Regions from separate parts of the Muntiacus reevesi genome. Here region 1 is linked to region 2. A link is a contact called in public Hi-C data. All regions are on one chromosome and are shown on one strand. Each heading gives the region's core, a stretch centred on a gene start, on an enhancer-like site or on the middle of the called end of the contact. The rest is flanking DNA. Distances are from core to core; before and after follow the strand shown.

Region 1 (6,332 bases), core at 617-3,116, 280 kb before region 2:
AGAGAAGGTCCCAGTCTGGGGGAGAGGAGAGGTCCCCGTCTCCTCTTGAAAGCCTTCCCTCCATTCTGCTTCTGGGGCTGTCTGGATTCCCAGATCCCATGCTGCACGCCCCCTCAGCTGAGCCTGTGGGCCGGTGGCCCTTCTTTCTCAGAGAAGAAAGTACCTCCCTTCTGAGGAGGTGCTTGGTGTTCCTATGTACTGGGACACCACCCCCCCAACATATCTCTCTCCTCCTCCTCACTCAGACCTCGCTACCCAACCCTTCTCACCTCTTCTCCATCCACCCCCTGTCCTCCCAGACACAGCAGCTCTGAAATAAAGGCTGCTGTGGTGCCTCCTGGTTGCTTGGGTCTGCAGCAAAGAGTGGCATTTGGCAAAAAAATATCTTCCACTTACTGATGGTGAGACCCTGGGCAAGTCCCTGGCTTGCCCCTGTCTCTATTTCTTTCATTCTTAAAATGGAATTAATATGCTTTTTATTTGGCAATTACTGGGCAACAGTCACCCAAGGCAGGGGGATTCAACAGCGAGTCACCAACTCTACCTGCCCGCATCATGCACTCTACCGTTCTTGGAGGAACACCCATCTCCCAGCGCCTATGAGCCACTGGCCTGTGGTCAGCTCTGAGCCTCAGATCTGGCTGAATCAGAACCAGTGTCTTTGAGGCCACGGGCAAGTAGCTTACCCCCTCCAGCCTCAGTCTCCTCGCCTGGAAATGGGGCACATCAATTCCCAAGAAAGCTGTCTGTGGGAGTGGCAGCAGGCCCTGGCCCGGGCTGTGGGCTCTTGACTCAGAAGTTCTTTGCAGCTGCCCACCCCCTGCCCGCCCTGTGCCTGCTGCCCGGCCTGTGCCAGCTGCCTGGCTTCATGCTGCCACGTGTCTCGCTCCCTGGCTTCTCGGAGGTGCAGAACTTCTCCCTTCCCCTCGGTGTGCCCCAGGATGGAGGTGGGAGACAGAGGACCCTCCGGGTCCCCCCGAACCAGCGGGTATCTTCTACAGGACCCAAATGTGCATGCTTCATAAACTGTAGAGAGCTATGCAAGCCCAAGGTGGTTGTGGTTGGAGAATCATCATGCGTCCTGTGGCACAAGTGAGCGCTTTTGTTGAAAGCTGGCCTTTTCCTTCCAACTTTCCTTGGTCCTTTCCACCCCCTCTTGTAGTATCTCCAACACTTGGAGACTCATTTTCCAAAGCCAAAGGCGAGAAGTCTAACAACAATCTTCCTCACCTCACGCTGCTCAGAGAGAGTGAGTGACTAGCCCGAGGTCACACAGCGAGTCTGTGCAGACCTCTGTCTGGAGTCCAGGCCCCCTGACTCTCATTTCCTCCGAGTGACCCCTTTCTACTGCATTTCAGGTGGGAAATAAAGGGCATAGAAGTCCTGTTTGGTTTGTTTCCCCAGGTACTGGCCGAGATTCCCGTCCTGCCAGCCCCAGCTGTCCCCAGCGACCCAACTCCTCACCCTGGGGCTCGCCCTGGCTCCTCATGGACACTTCCCTGCCCGCCCCCCCGACATATCAGCCCTTCTCATCCCGCCCACCCGTGCAGCAGGACCGGTGGGGACGGCGCCCCTCGGGGCAGGACTCACCACGGTCAAGGTGCCGCCCGCTGCTGCCGCTGCCACCAGCGTCCAGGGCAGTAACCACCTCATGCCTGGAGGTCAGTGGCCAAGGCATCTACGGAGTAGCCCAGAGGATCCGGCCACTTCTCGGGGGAGTTGGACCGAGACTGACCTGGCCCATCAGAAGTGCCAGATACGCCTCTTCCCGCAGCCCTCGGGGGGTTTTATTAAAGCAAGATCTGACGTCAGGGTTAAGGACAAACCCTGCATTTTCCTCTGAAAAAACTTTTCCTGTCTCTCTCTCTCCTCTTTTTTTTTTCTTTCTTTCCTCTGTCCCCACCTCCAACCCAAGCTTGGCCAGCCTCCCCGGCTCTGACAGCTCTTAAAGGGAAAGTTACAGGGCTGTGATTTCACACCGGGGGTGGTAAAACCTCACAGAAGGAGCCAGGGTCACCTTCCCTGGGCATTTCTCAAAGGTGGGGAGGGGGAGCTGGTAGAGGGTACCAGGAGGAGGCGGAGATCCAGTTTCAGGACCTGGTGCTGGCAGGGGCTTTGAAAGTGCTCCCAATGGAGAAGATCAACTCCCTCCCATTCCCTCCCAGCTGCTCCTACTTCTGGTTTGCATTTGTCATCTTTCACTCCTCTCTGGCTGCAAGAAAAGAGGATGGCTTTAGTCCACTGATCTCGAAATGGTAGGAATTCACAAATGAGCTTAGAACTGGAGCCCGGGACACCATCATTACCCCCTCTACAAATTAAAGCCCTGGTTTCAGTTTGCGGGCATTCCCTCCCCTGCTCTTAGCCTGAAGACGGGTACTGGCGGGCTACAGTCCATAGGGTCGCGAAGAGTCAGACACGACTGAACGACTAACACACACATACACACCCTTGGATGCTAGAGCTGTCTCCCTGCATCCGGGTGCTTGCCGTCCCTGGTGGGCTCGGGGTGCTGGCCGTCATGCTCTGCAACACACTTGCCACAGCGGTAAGGGGGTCTCCTTTGGAGCCTGGTCCGCCCTAGTCCAGCCCCCTCACCCCCATGTGGGCCTTAGCCACAGACTCCTATTGGTTACCTACCACCCTTCTCAGAGCCCCCAGAGCGAACCTTGGTGAATAGAACTAAGGTGATGGCATTCTCCCGGTCCCAGCCTCCCTAAGCCTGCCGATTGACTTAGCATGGAATGTCCAGTCCCGGCGTGGCCTCCGGGCCAGCTGCCTCCCTGATTTCTTTTCTTCCCTTGCCTCTCCCTCCTCTGCACTGCATGCAGCCTCAGTGGACCCCGTGCTGCCCGTCTCTTTCCCCAGCAAATCCCCATCCCTGGACCTCAGGGACGTCCTTTCCCCTGTGGTTTTCATAACACTTACGCCATGGCTTCCCTTTCCCTGTAACTTCAACAAGGGGATGCTGAACCACATGCGGCTGCTTGGAAGTGGCGGCAGGTTTGTGTCTGTGGAGGGAGTTTATGACCATAGACATGACCCCGTAAGAGGTGGCTCTGATGATTTCTCCATTCATTGACCTAAGGGTGGGCCTCTCACCCAATTCCGGCCAATGAAACAGAAAAAGACATTTGTGGGGGTATTCCTAGAAAGGATTTCATTCCTCAGGAGGTGGAACAAACTTCTCTACTCATTGTTTCTTCCCTTGAGTTCAAAGGTGAAGGTTGGAGTTGCAGCAACCATTTTGAGCATACGAGGCACAAGCTGGAGGATGAAAAGCTAATGTACCAAGGATGGTAGAAGAGGAGGAGAGAAAAAGCTTGGGTCCTTGGATTCTAAGGTGCTGCTGAGTCAAAGTTGGACCTTCAGACTTCCCACGTATGGATTAGAGATTAAGAGTAATTTGTTCCTTGAGCCAGATGCGTCCTAACTAAGATATGGAATTTATAGAAATCATGTATATAAAGTGGCAATGAAGATATCCATCACATAGAAACCATCCAATAAGTCAGTTCTTATTTTGTTCTCATGAACATACTTGATACTCTTAGAAACAAATTCTTTGAGGCCAGCACTGCACTAAACTGTGATTAAAGGAGTTACCACAAGGTGGATGGTATTACTGTTCTGTTACGAGGAAGGGGAAATGGGAACTCAGGGATGCCAGGCCCTAAATTAGTGGCAGACGGGAAACTGGAGCCAAAGTCTTTGAACCCTGACAACAACCGAGCCCTTCCAAGCAGGCTTGACCTGCCAAAGTCCCTCAAGGTTCTGTACTAAGAGTGAAGCTGAACCCAGAGAATGCCAGACTTGCTTTCAGGAAATCTGATTGCAACAAGCATTTGCAACAGATAGAGCAATTCATAGGGCTTCCTTGGCTGCTCAGATGGTAGTGTCCACCTGCAATGCAAGGGACTCGGTTTTGATCCCTGGGTTGCAAAGATCCCCTGGAGAAGGAAATGGCAACCCACTCCAGGATTCCTGCCTGGAGAATTCTATGGACAGAGGAGCCTGGCGGGCTACAGTCCATGGGGTTGCAAAAAGTCGAACACAACTGAGCGACTAATACTTTCTCCCCAAATCGTGATCGAAATACTGGCCCCATGTGCCTACTGCTGAAGCCGGATGGTTCAGCTGGCCCCACTGGCAGATGCCATTCTTCACTGCCAAGGAAACCTGGAGTGAGGTGACACGGCGTCCCAGGAACGGCAACAGGTTAGGAGGAGAAACACCTGAGGCACCACCACAGCTCTGCAGCTCTTTGGTGAGCCTTGGCCAACCAGCAGTCTTTCTGTGCCTCAGTCTGCCTGCTTGAAGGAATAGGACCATATTAGTGCCTACACTATGTGATCACTAGGAGGCCAGAAGCAGACAACTCAGAGCATCCCAGGATTTGTGGATGGAGGAGCCGGGATGGGCCACTCCCAGGCTGGTCTGACTGGGTGGTGGCCTTGGGTCCATTCTGTGTCAGGGGTTAGGCATCTTGGCAGACCTCATGATGCAGCCCAGGGTCAGTGTGTCTAGGGTCAGTCAGCCCTGGTGAGTGGGGAGTCTAGGGTCAGGCATTTCCCGCTTGTGAGTTGGGAAATCTCTACATGACTAGACTGTGGTGCCAGGAATAGTAGCTGCATTTATGGAGCATCTATCATGTTCCTGCAGACCCTTGTCATCTCATCAAATCCTGTCTCAAGGTATCTTTTGCCCATACTACAGATGAGAAAACGGAGGCATAAAAAGACGAAATTACTTTCTCCAGTCATTAGGCTTCTACACGGCAAAGTTGTCATCAGAACTTAGACCTCTGTGCTGGGCTTGGTCGCTCAGTCGTGTCTCTGTCTTTGTGACCCCGTGGACTGTAGCCCACGAGGCTCCTCTGTCCCTGGGATTCTCCGGGAAAGAATACTGGAGTGGATTGCCATGCCTTCCTCCAAGGGATCTTCCCAACCCAGGGATCAAACCCAGCTCTCCCACATTGCAGGCGGATTCTTTACTGTCTGAGCTACCAGGGAAGCCCAGACCTGTGTGGTCCCAAACAACTTTTTCGAGTAGACCAAGTTGCTTCATGGAGGGAACAAGTAAATGAAAAAATGCAGGAAAGAATGCAGTAGATGGATAGATGAGTGGGCAGGTGGATGAATGACTGAATGTGTGGGAAGATGATTCTACCGTTTGGAACAGTCTGTTTACCAGGTCTCCCCAGGATGGGCTCCACGTCTGTAGTCTTCCACGTCTCCCTTCTCTGCCCCCTCCACCTGACTCCAGCTTCATCACCCACCAGCTTCCTCCATTGCCCGGGCCCAGGCTTGTTTGTTTAGCTATTGACTGTCTCCCTCCTGGGTAGTGAGGTCCACGGGTGAGGCCAGGTCCTTGTCTGTCTGCCTCTGTGGGCTGCAGCCTGGCAACCCACAGAACCCAGCATGTGTTAGAGGCAGATTTCAAGTGAAGGGTCAGAGCAGTGAAGGGCACAGATGGATGATGTAGTGACAGGACGGCTAGATTGAGGAAAGAAGGGAAGAAGGAAGGAAGGAAGAAGAGGAGAAGGAAGGAAGGAAGACAGGCCTGGAGGGAAAGACCAATAAATTCACTTGACTTTAGGCCACCTGATGGGAAGAACTGACTCATTTGAAAAGACCATGATGCTGGGAAAGATTGAAAGCAGGAGGAGAAGAGGACGACAGAGGATGAGATGGTTGGATGGCATCACCAACTCTATGGACATGAGTTTGAGTAACCTCTGGGAGTTGGTGATGGACAGGGAGGCCTGGCATGCTGCAGTCCATGGGGTCACGAAGAGTCGGACACGACTGAGCAACTGAACTGACTGACTGACTTAGGCCAAACTCTGCTCCTCAAAGTCCCTGGAAGAAAGTATAGCCCATGGTAGTTCTTCAGAATCCATTTGTGGAAAGAGGAAGCTCCGGAGTGAGGGAGAGACAGGGCTAAGCTGTATCTGGCGGGTCTAGTTGACAGCAGAAATGTGTGTGGCGGGGGGGGGGGGGGGGGGTGGGATGGATGAGGTGCATCTCCCAGACGGGGGGGCCCAGGGCCGCCACAGGGGGTTATTTACCTCCACTGTCTGTAATTCATTCCCTCCTGCGTGGCACAGGCTTCATGGCCCACTGCCAAGGCCTCACAGGGCCCCTCTGAACCCAGCACTTCCCTGCTCGTCCCGCATCCCTGCATCTCCCGCCTCTCCCCACCCCCACAGCAGGACCCCTGAGCCATGTGTATGTGCTGCTCTTAGCCTCAGACGTGTCCAACTCTGCGCCCCCAGAGACTGCAGCCTGCCATGTTCCTCTGTCCGTGGGATTCTCCAGGCAAGAAGACTG
Region 2 (7,192 bases), core at 3,863-6,362:
CTGATTCTTCTCCTGACTCCTCCTCCTTCACAGCAACCTGACCCTCAGCGTGGCTGTGAGAACCACCCAGTTTGTGCTTATTCATGTAATTCTCTGTCCTCACCTAGTCCTATACCAGGGAAGCTAATCCTATACAGACACAAGCATCATCATATAATCATATACATGCACTTAAAATTAGGACCTTTTTGCTTGTCTGTGTTCTAAAAATTAAATCTTCTTATATTACGTGCACCTTGTAGCTCACATGATATTATCGTAAGGTGCTGCAGAGCCCACTCCAAACCAACAGACACAGTCTGAGTGCATTCTGTTTAAGGGCTGCGGAAATATTTACAGTGGCTTCCCGTATCTCAGCTGGTAAAGAATCCACCTGTAATTCAGGAGACTCCAGTTCTATTCCTGGGTTGGGAAGACCCCTTGGAGAAGGGATAGGCTAAACCACTCCAGTATTCTTGGGCTTCCCTGGTGGCTCAACAGTAAGGAATCTGCCTGCAATGCCAGAGACCTGGGTTCAGTCCCTGCGTTGGGAAGACCCCCTGGAGAAGGGCATGGCAACCCACTCCAGTAGTCTTGCCTGGAGACTCCCATGGACAGAGGAGCCTGGCGGGCTGTAGCCTATGAGGTCGCAAAGAGTCGGATACGACTGAGTGACTAACCACAGCACAGCATGCTTTTATCCAGACACCCACCTTGGGTTGTCACTCACTCTGTTCCCAGTTTTTGGCCTCAATTAAAAAAAAAAAAAAAAGCAACGATGCAGTGGACATTCTAGTACATCCTAGTTACAGAATCTTCACATTTGGTGTTTTCGTCTCTGTAGGCTGGCTGGGCCAGAGGGTTCATGTATTTTAATTGAATAGCTATTGCCAGCTTGCTTTGTGGGAGACGCCATGAGCCTTCAGTCATCCGTCACGGGAGAGTGAACACGAGGCCTCTCTCAGCTCGCACGGGCTGAGTGTGTCGCACACACGCTTGCCAGCGCCCAGCCCCGCAGACAGCAGGCGCCTGGGCGGGAGACGGGAGGCGTGGCCCGCGCTGCGCACGCCGGAGGGCCCTTACCTGTTGTAGCTGTGGACCAGGTCGAAAATCATCATGTCCGTGGTGTTGACGAACTTGCACTGCACCGGCCTGAAGGCCCCGTCTGGGGAACACTGGGGTGGCGACCTGTCACCCACGCCGTGCAGGAGACGGCGGTTTCTTATCTCACAGCTCCTTGGACCTAAGCGTTTCCAAGGAAACAGTTTAAGTCTATTTACTTTTCATTGATCTTCACTGGAGTGTGGCTGCTTTACAAGGTTATGTTGGTTTCTGCGGTACAGCAGAGTCAATCAGCTCTATATTTGCATGTATTTGCATGTATTTACATACACTCCCGCCTTTGGGGATGTCCTTCCCATATAGGTCACAGAGCATTGAGTAGAGCTGACTGTACTATTGGTAGATGTTCGTTGGTCTATTTTACACATAATATCAAGAGTGTATGGGTGTCAGTTCCAACCTCCCAATTCATCCCACCACCCCCGTCTTCTCCCCCTTGGTGTCCATAGGTTTAGGAAAGAATTTCTAATTCTTCCACACGAGGAGGCGTATGTGCTTCTGCAGTCTAGATGCTTGTGTTCCTGCTACACACAGGAGAGCATTCCGAACAGGGACTAAGGCCTGATGCTCCCGGAAATCCTACTTATACTTCTTAACGATCAGCCCGTGAATACTGCGGTCCACCGCGCGGAATATCTAGAAGGGATGAAACCTTCCTAAAACGCCTTCCTTCTCGTGCTGAAGGACAGGCCCCCTGCCTTTCCTCGGGGAGCCCTGACCCCGCTTCGGTCAGGTGTGGGAGGCTGCCCAGGACCTCCGCCTCCCCCGGTGCCCCGATGCTTGTGGCACTTACACCGCGCCGGCCTCCCCCGCTGGCGGGTGCCGTACACCTCCATCCCGTCCGCGTCCACACACCAGCACTGCTCCCGCCGCAGGTCGCACTGCACGGGCGAGTAATCCCCCGAATCCTGACACTGGGGAAGGTAGGACGCGGCCGTGCTGTTGATGTAGCTACTGAGCAAAATCTGCTGCTTCTGCAGCTGGCAGAACGACAGACCTGGGGTGGCAAAGAGCGGTGTCAGAGCAGGCGGGGGGACCACGTACGGTCCGCGCCCCGGGGGACCATGCACCCTCCCTAGGGGCGGGAAGGCAGGGCGGCCCTTCCCACCACCCAAGGAGGCCCGAGAGCCGGCAGCAGCCTCTGGGCCAGTGTTCGGCCTGCCCAACTCCATATCCCAGGATTTCTTCTGGCATCCTGCAGGCCGAGCTGGGAAGGGCAGGTTTCATCGCGTCCCCTCAGTCCATGGGACACCCCACAGCCCTGCAGCTGCAGAGGTGGGGTGTGAAGGGAGCACAGGCCGGCTGTTGACATCTCGTCTGAATACGAATTTCCTGCACACCCTTGTGACCTGGGGGAGTCTTCACCCCTCCGAGCCCAACTCGCCTTCTCCATAGAATTAAAATACAACTCATGGGAAAGACCCTGATGCTGGGAAAGACTGAGGGCAAAAGGACAAAGGGATGGCAGAGCAAGGTTAGATGGCGTCACTGACTCAATGGACATGAATTTGAGCAAACTCCGGGAGACAGTGGAAGATAGAGGAGCCTGGCGTGCTGCAGTCTACAGGGTCGCAAAGATGTGGACACGACTTAGTGACTGAACAACAAGTCAACTTGAGGTGCGTGAGGACTAGTGACCCTAGTGATTGCTGCCCCTGCTCAGTACCTACTGGGGGCCAGATATCTTAACGTGCAATTTAAACCCTCACGACCGTCAGAGCTGCCCCTACAGCAGATCCCGTTACAGACCAGGAACTGGAGTTCAGTGACAGCGGGGAGCCCAGCAGAGGTCACTCAGCAGGACTGCTGGGAGTCAGCTTGCTCCCCAAGCCAGCGTGCTGGCCCCCAAAACCAGCGCTGCAACAGAGTTTTGCTCTCTTAAAGGATAACTGGTTTGAAGCTCAGTCTCACCATTTTAAGATGAGCAGCTTAAACTGACCCTTGTTATAGCTTTACTGTGACACGCTTTAAAGAGGGAACTGAGCTTCTTTGACCAATCATCATAGCAATTATTTTAACAGGAAAGTTTTTGCCTTAAGTCTCAAATCTTAGAAACATCCCAGTTGAGAAAAACACTTCCTGAGCAAGAGGGCACTTTCTGGTTTCAGAGGACTTTGAAGTCTCTTCCCTGATGCATCCTTAGCCTCAGACGTGGGGCCTGGCACAGGGGAAAGTCAGAGGCTACTTGCCAAACACATGACTTGATTGTCCCATTGATTTTCACAGCAGTCCCATAGGAGGTGGGGCCTAATTCAGAGGACGATCTGCAGCCCAGAGGGAGACTAGCCCCGGGTGCACCCGAGCCCAGGGCTCTATCCAGGCCTGAGCTGCCCCCTGCAGTTCCTCCCCTTCCTACTTACAGGCCACAGGCCGCCCGGGCTGCTGGCTACCAGGCACTTCCCTGCCATCAGCGTCCACACACCAGCAGGAGGCCCCATCCTTCCCACACTGGATGGTCCTGGGGACAGGAGCCACAGTCAGGTCCCCTTCTTCCTTTTCCTTCCCTCCACCCTTTAACTCATTTCAGTTAGAAAAAAGACGGGTGTGAAGTGTGACAGATAACTAGAGAAAGCACCTTTTCAATGCAGGGAGGAGAGGGGGCATCGGAGCGTTAGTCATTAGATCCCACCACCCCATCACCATCACCTTGTGCACCCTTATTAAAACAATTACGGTAAAAAGTTTTGTCAGGAAAGGAAGGGACGGCTGTGGTTCTTTCTGGCTGGAAGGAAGCATGGATAGGGGCCACGAGCGTCGGATGACTCAGTGCTGACGGGTCTGGGGAGCACTGCAGCAACAGTGGCCACAGGTCAGTTTTGAGGAGGAGCGTAAAGGGCAGGGAGCGGGGACAGGAAGAAGGTGGATTTTAAGGCCCCTGGGTTCGCACGGCTGGAGGAGGCCTTACTGGAAGCTGCCGTCCTCGGCGCACTGGGGGACGTAGTCTTCTCGCTTCAGGAAAGCCCTCTCCCTCTGCAGCTCGCACGGGCGGAGAGGCTGGGCGTCCACCTGGTACTCTGCACAAAGGAGGTGATGCCGCGCATGAGAGAGGACCTGCTGCCTGGATTCCAGTAATGGAGACGGGCTCGCTGGAGACACAGACCCTCTTCCGGGTTTTATTTCTAGCACCATCAGCAAGTATATTCCAAGTCACGGTTTTGCGGCTACTCACAAGTTTGACATTAACTCCCCTGACCCCCTGGGAGGTGATGTCACCATCTTACCCAGTTGGCCCTGAGACTCGGCCGGGAATGTAATCTGTTCAGGATCAGACCGTTGGCAAGAGAAGGGTTCACAGAGGACCCTTGGACTGTGCGTTCCCCAAGACCACGGTTGGGTCAGGGAACACCATAAAGGAGGTGTTCTTGAGTTTATCAAGGCACTCCTTGCAGACAGAGCACCTTCCTGGCCTCGATGGAGAATGCATGTAACGTGCAGGGGCTTATTCAGAAATCACAGTCACAACTGCTTCCTTCCCAGAGAGGAAACGGGCTGAGACTTTATCCAAAATCAACGCCAAGTGGCTGAGCTGCAGCATAATAGAACTCAGGTCTATTTCACACCATGGGTGGATTTGTGTTTTTCACTACCTGCTATTTCTCAAATACCCCATATGGACAACCTGGGACTTGAGATTGTGAAGATAATTAAAAAAAAAAATAGTCAATACCAACATTTGCTAACAGGGTGGGGTGAGGGGAACTAGAATCCAATTAGGAAGATCTAGTTTCCCGTGTCCTCTCCACCGATCACTAACTCTGTGACTTCTCAGACCTCCTGTCTCTTCATCTGAAAAGGGAAGAGTGCATAACTGACCTCGGGACAGTGTGAGGATTAAATGAGGTCACAAATGTTCCCAGGGCTTGGGGCAGATCCTGGCTAACAAGGAGCTGGCCTGAGAGGTCCCTCCTGACCCGACACTCTGAGACCACAGGGTCAGAACTCACCAAAGATGTTGGCTGACACCAAGCCGACTAAGTCCAGCAGACCGAAGACCCACAGGGCCAGGGCCATCTCGGGAGCCCTTCCAGGGACGAAGGGTCAGAAGCTGCTGCCCAGCTTAGGGCTCTGGCCAAGCAGCCTTTATAGCACCACTGTGGGCACTTAGCCCCCACCCACAGGCACTCAGGGAAGCAGCACCACCCTGTTTTCTCTGCTGGTCACTAGGAGGTCCTCCACCTGCATCTGTTCCCCTGGAGGACACTCGTGTGGCCAGTGTGGGGTGAGAATCTTGTGGAGGCTAAGGGAAGCAGAACCGGGGACGAGTGTGTGTAAAAGTCGCTCAGTCACGTCCGACTCTATGCGACCCCATGGACTGCATCCCACCAGGCTCCTCTGTCCATGGGATTCTCCAGGCCAGAATACTGGAGTGGGTAGCCGTTCCCTTCTCCAGGGGATCTTCCCAAACCAGGGATGGAACCCAGGTCTCCCGTATTGCAGGCGGATTCTTTACCATCTGAGCCACCAGGGAAGAACTTGCAGGCATGGCTTCATAATTCATCTTCAGGGGTAAAGGCCAAAGTTCCCAACTTGGTGGGCCACACGTTCAGGCCCGCCGTGAAAGAAACACAATCCTCCCTCCCTCCTCATCCCTCCTCCTTCCTGCCTGCCTTCTAGCAATGTTCCTTTAGAGTCTGATAGAGAAGCAGACACTATTCTAGGCCATGAGGGTAAGGCAGGAAACAAAACAGCAGAGCCATTAACACAGAATGTAGGGATTTTAATGAGATAAGCCAAACACACACAGCCATATTCATATTCATCCCCCTTTCCCCTCTGTCCCAGGACTTCAGACAACCAAAAGGCCTGTCTTCCACACAAAGCCTGTACATCAGTGAGCTTTCTCCAGTTGCTTCTCCCATCAAAGGGCTGGGAGATGGAGCCAGGCTCCGTGGGTGTTCAGAAGGTAGCGTGGGCAGGTTTGGGAGAGCACTTGGGTGTGAGGGAGATCACAATGAGCCTTAGGTTTTAGGTAAAGATGATTTGAGAAGATGTGCTGCCATTTACTGGAGAATTAGAATCCCCCAGCTTGGCCCTCTGCAGCCCTCATTGGGTGCTAAGCCGCTTCAGTCGTGTCTGACTCTTTGCAACCCCATGGACTGCAGCCCACCAGGCTCTTCTGTCTATGGGATTCTCCAGGCAGGAATACTGGAGCGGGTTGCCATTTCCTTCTCCAGGGGATCTTCCTGATCCAGGGATGGAACCTTCGTCTCTTATGTCTCCTGCACTGGCAGGAGGGTTCTTTACCACTAACACCACCTGGGGAGCCCACAGCCCCAGTCACACAAGCCAAGTTCTGCCCAGGCTATGGAGACACTGTGATATTACAGTGAGCCTGACCATGTGCAACCCCTGCCAGCTCTCCATGTCCAGCTGTTCTAAAGCAGATGAATTTTCTAAAATGTTGAAACTGGGACTTCCTAGGCAGTCCAGTAGTTAGGACTTGACCTTCCAATGCAGGGGCCAAGGATTCAATCCCTGGTCAGGGAGCTAATATCCCCCATGCCTCGCAGCCAAAAAACCAAAATATAAAACAGAAGCAACATGGTAAAAAAATTTAGAAGTAAATTTAGAAGTAAAAAGATTTTAGAACTGGTCCACGTCAAAACAAATAAATAAAATCCTTTTAAAAACTAAAAATGCTGAGGCTGAGGTCTACCAGAAAGCCCACTCCTCATGCTTCCCACCACCCATGCACACAGGCAGGAGCCTTGCACAGGCCAGCCTGTGTGCTGAGTCATTCTCGCTGGTCTGGCCCCTGGGAAGAGGTGCAGCGGAGTCAATGAGGGTGAGAGCCGCCCGGGCTTCCTTCCGAGTCAGCACAATGTACCTGGAAGGAGAGGTGCTTCTCTCCACCCCAGCAATGAAGCGGTGAGCTTGGAGAGAGCCATGCCAGGGCGCTGCCTCCACACCGTGAAATCCCCTTTCTCATGATGACTCAGCTCCTGCCAGTGCTCTCATCTGATGCCCCATGAGCCAGGAGGATGCTCTATGGAAACTCTAGGCGCCGACTCGCTGGTCTGGCTCCTGGCTTGGGCCTCCATCCTCTCTGCAGGCTCTTCACTGGCCCTGTCACTTCCCCCTCCTTCCTGGA

Evidence for each region. Hi-C and Micro-C count contacts between places; a contact is called where the count stands out from the background.
Region 1: a contact with region 2 is called in a Hi-C map of blood, with 4 times the contacts expected there. The contact joins the promoter of CCN4 here to the promoter of TG in region 2. A contact is called at or near these places in 3 of 3 Hi-C or Micro-C datasets (blood and muscle).

The regions. Positions count from the first base shown.
Region 1 is chr12:69,830,020-69,836,351 of mMunRee1.1, reverse strand. CCN4 (cellular communication network factor 4) reads right to left here and starts at 1,866. Exons shown (of 4, transcript XM_065903140.1): 1 at 1,591-1,866. The coding sequence starts at 1,653.
Region 2 is chr12:69,550,736-69,557,927 of mMunRee1.1, reverse strand. TG (thyroglobulin) reads right to left here and starts at 5,112. Exons shown (of 48, transcript XM_065903111.1): 1 at 5,046-5,112; 2 at 4,007-4,115; 3 at 3,462-3,559; 4 at 1,895-2,098; 5 at 1,063-1,222. The coding sequence starts at 5,112.